2 separate regions of the Macaca mulatta genome follow, and region 2 is linked to region 1. A link is a contact called in public Hi-C data. All regions are on one chromosome and are shown on one strand. The core of a region is the stretch at or near the end of the contact, and the rest is flanking DNA. Distances in the headings are between cores, read along the strand shown. Region 1 holds the start of FBXO36 (F-box protein 36). Region 2 holds the start of SLC16A14 (solute carrier family 16 member 14).

Region 1 (4,823 bases), core at 1,988-4,487:
AGACAGGAGAAAGAGGAGGAAATGTACAAGAAATAATTTTAGAAAGTCATTCCAGAAAAAAATCTATCTTATAAAACACATTTTAATGCTAGTCTTCTAGTACTTATTTATGTCAGGCCACCTCTTACTGGATGTTTGGTTTCCTGTGCTGAGACTCAGAAAAATTGTCTTGTGGTTAGAAAATAGCATATTCTCAAGGCAGTTGACTGAAAAGTATATTTTTTTGGCATGCCATTTTTTACAACAAATTTTACTTTAAAAAGAGGGTGAATTAATTAGCTTGGAGATTAACTCTCACTGGTAGAAGTATAGTGGATTTATTCAGCATGCTTAAAAAAGAAAATGGATCAGAATTTAGGATTTTATATATATGTAACCGACAGAACCTGAGATAAAGGGGAGTTTTTCACCTGCAAAAAAATAAAAATAAAAAATAAAAAAATAAAAATAAAGAAAAAGAAAAATTAAGAACACTGAAGGGATGGTGGGAAAGATTTCTTAAAAAGAGGAGTTAGGGCCGGGCGCGGTGGCTCATGCCTGTAATCCCAGCACTTTGGGAGGCCGAGGCGGGCGGAACACGAGGTCAGGAGATCGAGACCCTCGTGGCTAACAGTGAAACCCCATCTCAAATAAAAATACAAAAAATTAGCCAGGCGTGGTGTCAGGCGCCTTTAGTCCCAGCTACTCGGGAGGCTGAGGTAGGAGAATGGCATGAACCCAGGAGGCGGAGCTTGCAGTGAACCGAGATTGCACCACTGCCCTCCAGCCTGGGCGACAGAGCACGATTCTGTCTCAAAAAAAAAAAAAAAAAAAAAAAAAGAGTAGTTAGAGGAAGGTGTGCGCCTAAGTTAGACTTGAGGGCAAAGTCTGAAGAACGTCAACAACGTAAGTATTCTTTAGGAAGCCGAATGCCAGGAGCACTCCTAAGGATAATTTACTAAAATAAAAAGGTAAACAGATATTCAGCCTGTTGAGTCTTACAAATGAGAGAAATGAAGCATGCTTGTAAAATACCAGACCCTCAAAGGAAAGAAAATGCTAAAAAAGACAAAGTTTTAAAGGCTGTAGAGTGAAAATTAAAACATTCTAACTTACTTGAGGTAGATGAAAATAGAAAATCACGTAAGATTAGAACAGATTATATTTTTGACCACTCATGTTAGGAAGTGAAGAAATGTCAGGATCATAAATCTTAAAGCTGGCCAGGCGCGGTGGCTCAAGTCTATAATCCCAGCACTTTGTGAGGCCGAGGCTGCTGGATCACCTGATGTCAGTAGTTGGAGACCAGCCTGGCCAACATGGCAAAACCCCGTCTCTACTAAAAACACACAAAAAATTGGACAGGCGTGGTGGTCGGCACCTGTAATCCCAGCACTTTGGGAGGCTGAGGCCGGTGGATCACTGGAGGTCAGGAGTTTGAGACCAGCCTGGCCAACATGGCAAAACCCTGTCTCTACTAAAAACACAAAAATTAGCTGGGTGTGGTGGCACACGCCTGTAATTCTGTGCTGGCACAAGCCAGCTACTCAGGAGGCTGAGGCAGGAGAATCGCTTGAACCCAGGAGGCAGAGGTTGCAGTGAGCTGAGTTTGCGCCACTGCACTCCAGCCAGGGCAACAGAGGGAGACTCCCTCTTGATAAATAAATAAACAAATAAATCTTAAAGCCAATGGAAAAATCAATAATCCGTTTAAAAAAGGTATGAAGCCGGGAGCGGTGGCTCATGCCTGTAATCCCAGCACTGTGGGAGGCCGAGGCAGGCGGATCACGAGGTCAAGAGATCGAGACCATCCTGGCCAGCATGGTGAAACAAGGTCGCAGTGAGCTGAGATCGCGCCACTGCACTCCAGCCTGGCGACAGAGCGAGACTCGGTCTCAAAAAAAAAAAAAAATGTACAAAAAAGGATGACTTTCAGTATTTCATAAATCACCAAATGAGCAAAAACCCCTAAAAACAGTTTAATTAAAAATTTGAGGCTGACTCTGGGCCCACTGCCTAGGAATTAGCCCTGCTCCGCAAGGAGCAGTACTGTTTTTAAAAAAAATTTTTTTGGACAGTCTAATATTACATTTGTAATATTTCTAAATCTTAAAAAAATATATTAACATTTATATTTTAAAAGATGCTTTTAAAAATATAAAAAATTAACTCATTACCTATTTTGTTTAAGGGCTCCTGGAAAAATCGAGGGAATGATCAATATGCACACCAAAACAAATATATACAAACTTCTAAATTTCATTTTATAGGAATAGAATAGTATCTATTGCAAGCGCAGGGTGCATGAATAACTCAGTGACAGGCATAAGCTCAGCCAGGATTAGAAACGTCTTCCCAATGGAGGCCCCGCTCAAGTTGAGAATTTCATGGACACAGTAAATCATCCAAAAGCCCACCTTCAATAACCAAAGTAGGCATAAAAATAGGCCGATGGTTACTTTGGAGATAATATAATCCTCGGTCTTATTGTTGTGGAGCAGATGTCATTATGGGTGGGGCTGAAGCGCAGAGCAGCTGAAACATTTTTATACCACCACCCGCACACTTTCAATGGGATAGAAGGGACTCGAAAAGGTAAGAGAAGAGCTCCCAATCGTCAATTGCTACTAGAAATAACTAACTTTTGATGTGGCCATGGCACGCGTAAAGGCCACAAAGAGATTTATAAAATTCTCCATGATTAATTCCTATCCTGGAAAAGAGGCAATCTCCTTTTCCCCTCCCTAGCCGGCTCCTCCTTGGGACACTTGGTTGAGTCTTTCTTTCCCTCCTTCTCACGCTGAGGTGAGGCCGCACGCAAGCCTGGGACGCCCGTTTTCCTCTTCGCGCGGAGGGAACTCTACGGGTAGGAAGCCGGGGTGGCGGGAAAGGAGCGCGCGGCACCGCGGGGAGGCAGAGAAGGCTTAGCCAGGGACTAGCCGGGCTCGGGGAGAGCAGGGACACGCGGGCCGCCGGACCGAGGAGGCCGAGGTGACGAGGAAAATCTCCCGGCGCGGAGCCGGGACCGGGCGCTTCCGGCGGGCTACGGCTGCTCTCGGCCTAGCACAGCCTGGGTCCCGGGCCCCAACCGGGCCAGGTAGGGAGTTAGGAGAGAGGGTAAACCGGGGCTCGCACTTGCCTGAGACCGGGTGACCAGTAACTGGTAATAGTCTTTGCTGGGCGCCGGGCCTTGTCCTACAGTTTCAAACAGAGTCTCCGGCAGCCTCGACGCCATCTTGGGACGCCACCGCCGTCGCTAAGACAACCAGGAAGGGGCGGGGCTTGGTCGGGGTCAAGGGGCCAAAACCCTAGTTTAAATTGAACCACGCTTATGAGCTGGCAGAAGGATTTCTAACTTGGGGCGATTCTCCCCTTCTCCAAGGGTCTCAGGGAACCCTGATCCGTGAAATTTCCAGCTCCAGGTCCCGGGTGACCCGAAGGGGAATTAGTTCCTGCTACCACGGAGGGGAGGGGGTGATCCCGGCGGAGGGATACCAAGTGGAGCTCCACAGTCCCCTTCCTGGTCCCTCGAAGGGATCGGGCGGAGATCGGAGGCTGCTGGGAGAGTCGAGCCGGGAGGCAGGGGAGGGAGGGGCGATGTGATGGGCCGCCAGTAGGCAGCGGGGCCGGTCCCGCGGACGAGCCCGTCAACCAGAGCCCGAGGGCAAAGTAGTTCCCCGAGGGTGTCAGAGCGGGCGGGGAGGGAGGCGGCACGGGCGGAGGCGCACGCCGAGCGCGGTGCTGCGGCTCAGCTGATAATTGAAGGAACCCGGAGCCGCCGCTGCCGCCGCCGCTGGGGGGGGTGGGGGGAGCTAGTGGAAGTTACTGCCGCGCCACCGAGTCCGGACCGGAGACTTTGGGGCCTAACTAGGTAATTGGGGCGCAGCTCCGGGCGGCGGGGGCAAGCCTGGGGGGAGGGGGCCAGCTGAGGGTTTGGGGGGGCGAGGGGAGGAGCTGGAACAGAAAGTCCCAGGAAGCCCGGTTGTGTCATCGCCGCGATTCGGCCCCCGCTTGGCCTGCTCCCGGCGCCGGCGGCGGCGGAGCCGCGGAAGGACCGGGCCGGGGGTGGACGGGAGAGACGCTCGAGGGCCGCCGCGGCCGGAGGGACCGGGGCCCGGCGGGAGGCAGGGGTCGCTGGGTCCCTCCTCCGGCTCCCCGCAATGAGAAGGGCCCTTCAGAGAACCGGGGTAAGGCTTGCGGGTGTTGGGGAGCTCGGCGGGGGTCGAGAGGGGCCGGAAGTGGGCTTTGGAGCTTGGAGGGTGTCTGGGAAGAGAGAAAGTGGGGGGCCGGAAGTGCAGGTGGGGGGTGTGAAGACGGCAAGGGTTCCCCGGAAATGGGACGAGGGGCCCGGAAATTGGGAAAGGGGAGGCTCCGGGTCTGTGGACGGCCCGGAAATGGAAACTAGGGAGCAGCTCGAGTGACAACAGTTGTGGGAAGCGAGGGTCAGAGGAGGGAGAGGCCGGAGTGACTTTAGACCGCAGTAAGGGGTTTCCTGCCCAGGGGGACGGCGAGGGACGGTTGAGGGAGGGCGAGCCCGGAGACGGGGTCTGCGCGGGGCAGTTTTTTAAGCCGTGGGAAGTTGAGGCTGAGGGAGGATGATGACGAGGGGGGCATGCAGGGAGGCCTAAAGAAGCCAAGAAACTTGACTGAGAGGAATAGAGTATCCTTTTAAATAGATCAGAATGGAAATTGGTGGTAGGTGGGTTTAACTAGGACTTGGGGGAGGGAGGTGGGCCAATTGTCACCCCAATCGTATTAGCATTCAGAGCGAGTCAGGCGATTAATTTATTTATATGTGGATTACATAAAACCTATTACAACGTTTGTCCATCAGTGCAGCCCCT
Region 2 (4,229 bases), core at 259-2,758, 150 kb before region 1:
CAGTGGCTCATGCCTGTAATCCCAGCATTTTGGGAGGCTGAGGCAGCCAGATCACTTGAGTCCAAAAGGTCAAGACCAGCCTGGGCAACATAATGAGACTCCGTCTCTACAAAAAGTCAAAAAAATTAGCCAGGGATGGTGGCGTGCACCTGTAGTCCCAGCTACTCAGGAGGCTGAGATGGGAGGATCACCTGAGCCCAGGAGGTTGAGGCTGCCGTGAGCTGTGATCATGCTACTGTATTCCAGCTTGGGTGACCGAGTGAGACCCTATCTCAAACAAACAAACAAAAAGGCAATATGAAATACATGTGACATTTTTTTTCGAAGAAACGAAAAAGAAGGAAGAAAAGAAAAAGGAAAGGAAGAAAGAAGGAAATCTGTGCTGGCAGAATAATGGTCTCCCAAAGATGTCCACATCCTAATCCCTGGAACCTCTGAATTTGTTACCTTACCTGGCAAAAGGGGAATTAAGGTTGCAGATGGAATTAAGGTTGCTAATCAGCTGACCTTAAAATAGAGAGATTATCTGGATTATCTCATTAGACTCAATGTAATCCCCAGGGTCCTTAAAAGTGGAAAGGGGTGGGGGCAGAAAAGAGGAGACAAGGCAATGTGAGTATGGAAAGAAGACAGAATGACGCAGCAGTGCTAGCTTTGAAGATGGAGGAAGAGCCACCAGCCAAGGAATGTGGGCGGCCTGCAAAAGCTGGTTGCTCTCCCCTACAGCCACAAGAAGGAACACAGCCTTCAAGGTGCCAGCACCATGATCTTAGCCCAGTATGACGCATTTCAAACTTCTGACCTCCAGAACTATAAAATAGTGAATTTGTGTGGTTTTCGTCTGCTATTACTCTGTTTATCACAGTAATATCGCAGTTTATCACAACAGCAGTAGAGAACTACTGCAAAACCTTCAGGTGGAAAAAAAAAAGCACAGCCTTCATCGACTCATGCATTCACCTCAATAATACAGAAAACTGTCCAAGGTAAAGCACTGTGTTGTGTGCCCTGCTGGGAATGAGGTAGGGAGACATTGAGATAAAGTTGTGCCTGGTGCCCACGAAAGTAGGTAATGGACGTGCAGAAAGAGCAAGGAGAGGTGGGACCCAGAGTGGAACCAAGAATGAGGGACTGACTGGTCACGGTGGCTCAGCTTGTGATCCCAGCACTTTGGAAGGCCAAGGTCAGAGGATCCCTTGAGTCCAAGTGTTGGAGACCAGCCTGGCAATGTAGTGAAACCCATATCTCTAAAAGAGAGAGAGTAAGGGACTTTGAGTCCTCTCTGGCCAAAAATATTGCAGTAAGGGTCTGTTTCATCCCTTCTCTAGCATCTCAGAGAAATGGAGGCTACTGCTAGTCTCACTTGCATCCTGGATTAGGTTTCAGGACCTTTCCTCCAGTGATAAATGTGCAGCGCCTTAGCGGAAACTCAGCCAAAGCTATAAACTTCAACCGGCCACAAGAGTGTGCATGTGAGGTGACTACATTTTTTTTTCCCTGCCAAACCAGAATTAGCCGGTATAGGAATGAACGAGCATGAAGATTTGAAATTGCTCCGATTGGAAGGAAGCCCAGGTTAGGTTTGGGCACCTCCAAACGCACCCTTTTTAAAGCCACCTGGACTGCGGCGTCGAGCTTTCAGCTCCACCAAACGCTCATCTGGCCTGGCAGCGAGCGGCGGAAGACCCCGGGAGCCCGGCACAGAGCGCACCGAGCCCGGCGGAGAGCTGAACCGCAGGCACCCGCATCTCCAGGATGATAGGCGACATTGCAACAAATCTCTACACCCAGCAGCTCAGGGGGCTCGAAGCAGAGCAGCAAGTTCGAGGATCCGGGCGTGGAGCCGAGTGAGGCCGCAGCCCAGCGGGCCTCGGGCGGTGAGTATCCGAGGCCGCGCGCGCCGTGGGCCTGGGGAATGGAGCGGCGCTGGGGGCATCGGAGCCTGGTTTCGGATGGCCGCTGCACCCCAGGAACCTCCGGGAAGGGCCGGCCCCAGCCCAAGGCAGGCTCCGGAAAGGCTGCCCGGGCGGTGGAGGGCGAGGCTGTGCCGGGGCGGGTGGTAGTGCAAAGGCCGCCGCGGGGGCTCGGGAACTGCGGGCGGGCAGGGTAACCGGCGGTTCAGGGCAGACCGCCAGGCGGAGCTTGGGGACGCGCGCCTTGCTGCTCAAGCCGGCCGGGACCCCGCAAGCGTCATCCAGGGCACCCCCGTCTGGCTGGAGAGGCGCTCTCTGCCCGGAGCCCAGCCTCGCTGCCCGTCTGCTCTCCAGGCCGTTTGGAACTCGAACTGGACAGTGATGAGGCGCAGAGCGGAGGACCCCGGGCTGCGCCTAGAGACATCGGGGGTTGCGGATGCCTCTCTGCACAGGCTGTGGTGCTGCAGCCTGCCCGGCTTCCCCGCGGGGCTGCTGGCTTCCGAACGCGCCGAGGGATGCGGGGTGCCCGAAGCGGGGACTGATCTCGGGGTGCCGAGGGAGGGGGAGCACCAAGCGCGGGTGGGGGAGGGAGCTCGGAGGGTGGGGCGCGGAGGCCGTACCCCGCGGGCACGATCCCACGCCCAGGGCGCGCAGAGGCTGGGCCCCCTTAGCGCTTCTGATCGAGGCTCCTCAAGAGAGGCTGAAATGGGGTGAGGGACCGGGGACGGCCATTTCGGGGCTAAACGCTGCCAAGGCCATGACGATGTTTTAGGAGCTCAACTCTGCTTTCCAATTAAGCCGTGTTTTGCCTGAGGAAAAATTGATTCGGGCTTATTAACAAGGATGACCGAGGGCCATTATTGGGGATTAGAGAGATTCTCCTTTGCCTTGTCTGGCTTCTTTGTTTGCGTGTGCGTGCGTGTGCGGCTGTGTCTGTGTGTGTGAGACAGAGAGAGACGAGAGAAAGAGGAAAGGGGAGAGAGGGAGTGTTGGGGGTGGGAGGAGGTAAAACAGGCTTGGGATCCTGCAGGCCTGATTTCCGATTTGGTTTCCACCGCCTGCTAGTTTAACCCCTCTAAGCTTCATTGCTCCCATTTGATGGCTCAGATTCTTCATCTGTAAAATGGGGACATTTATGCCAATTGGACTGGATCGCGTTGGAGAAGCCACCAAGCACAGTCCGTGACCCAGAAGCATGTATGTGTTGAGTCCTCCTTATTCTGTGTGATTTTTTTGGTTCTGTTTTTCTCCTGGGCTGTCTCTGCACCAGCTCAGCTCCCCAGCCTTCTCCGCGGCAGCCTCTTCAGCCTGCTGGCTGCAAGTGCGCCCTCTAAAGGCCCCAAATGCCCTGTACACACCAGGTGGGGAGCGCGGAAGTGCCTGCAGAGCCGAATTAAGGGTGAACCCCGCACTCACCTGCATGGGATGCAGAGCCGCTACCACCACGCTCTGCGTAACTTTGGGGGAGACGGTAATTTTAATTTTAGCTTGGTGCTTCCCGCTTTCCTTATGTGTGATGAGCTCACCACATGCAATATAATAACAATAGCCAAATTAAAAATGAATGACTTGGCCCGGCGCGGTGGCTCACGCCTGTAATCCCAGCACTTTGGGAGGCCGAGGCGGGTGGATCATCCGAGGTCAGGAGTTCGAGACCAGCCTGGCTAACATGGCAAAACCCCTTCTCTACTAAAGATACAAAAATTAGCCAGGTGCGGTGGCACACACCTGTAGTCCCAGCTACTCAGGAGGCTGAGACAGGAGAATCGCTTGAACTCGGGAAGCAGAGGTTGCAGTGAGCCAAGATCTCACCAGTGCACTCCAGCCTGGGCGACAAAGCCATACTCCGTCAAAAAGAAAAGAAAAAAAAAAAAGACTTGCTTGTAAAACTTTGTACACAGCTGTAGAAAATTTAATTTTGTTCTAATATCTGATACACCCTAGATGGATCTGTTATTTTCATTTCTGCCTATTATCATGTAAATATGTAGCTGACCCAATTTCATAGCCTACATATGTTACCCCCCATTTACAATTTCTTTTTCATCGTCTATGAACTCATTTGGGGAGAATGGAAGGCTGACTATTGCTCCCGTAATCTTCCCATTTTCTTATTTCACCCTCTTCAGAACGAGGCCCTAGTATTTTTTGCCAAGCTTCCAATAGCAAGCTTGTTTAGAGTGGGTTACCGTTTACTTTTTTTTTTTTTTCTTGAGGCAGAATCTCCTGTCATCCAGGCTAGAGTGCAGTGGCGCCATCTCAGCTCACTGCAACCTCCATCTCCCAGGTTCAAGCAATTCTCCTGCCTCAGCCTCC

The links. A called contact is a pair of places that touch in the nucleus more often than the background predicts.
Region 2: a Hi-C map of fetal cortical plate shows a contact between it and region 1, with 1.8 times the contacts expected there. The contact joins the promoter of SLC16A14 here to the promoter of FBXO36 in region 1. A contact is called at or near these places in 2 of 14 Hi-C or Micro-C datasets (fetal cortex germinal zone and fetal cortical plate).

What each region holds. Positions count from the first base shown.
Region 1 is chr12:135,187,582-135,192,404 of T2T-MMU8v2.0, reverse strand. It overlaps FBXO36 (F-box protein 36), which reads right to left and starts at 3,237. Exons shown (of 4, transcript XM_015111300.3): 1 at 3,119-3,237. The coding sequence starts at 3,214. It overlaps TRIP12 (thyroid hormone receptor interactor 12), which reads left to right and starts at 2,268. Exons shown (of 42, transcript XM_077957735.1): 1 at 2,268-2,574.
Region 2 is chr12:135,333,304-135,337,532 of T2T-MMU8v2.0, reverse strand. SLC16A14 (solute carrier family 16 member 14) reads left to right here and starts at 1,508. Exons shown (of 5, transcript XM_077957764.1): 1 at 1,508-1,877.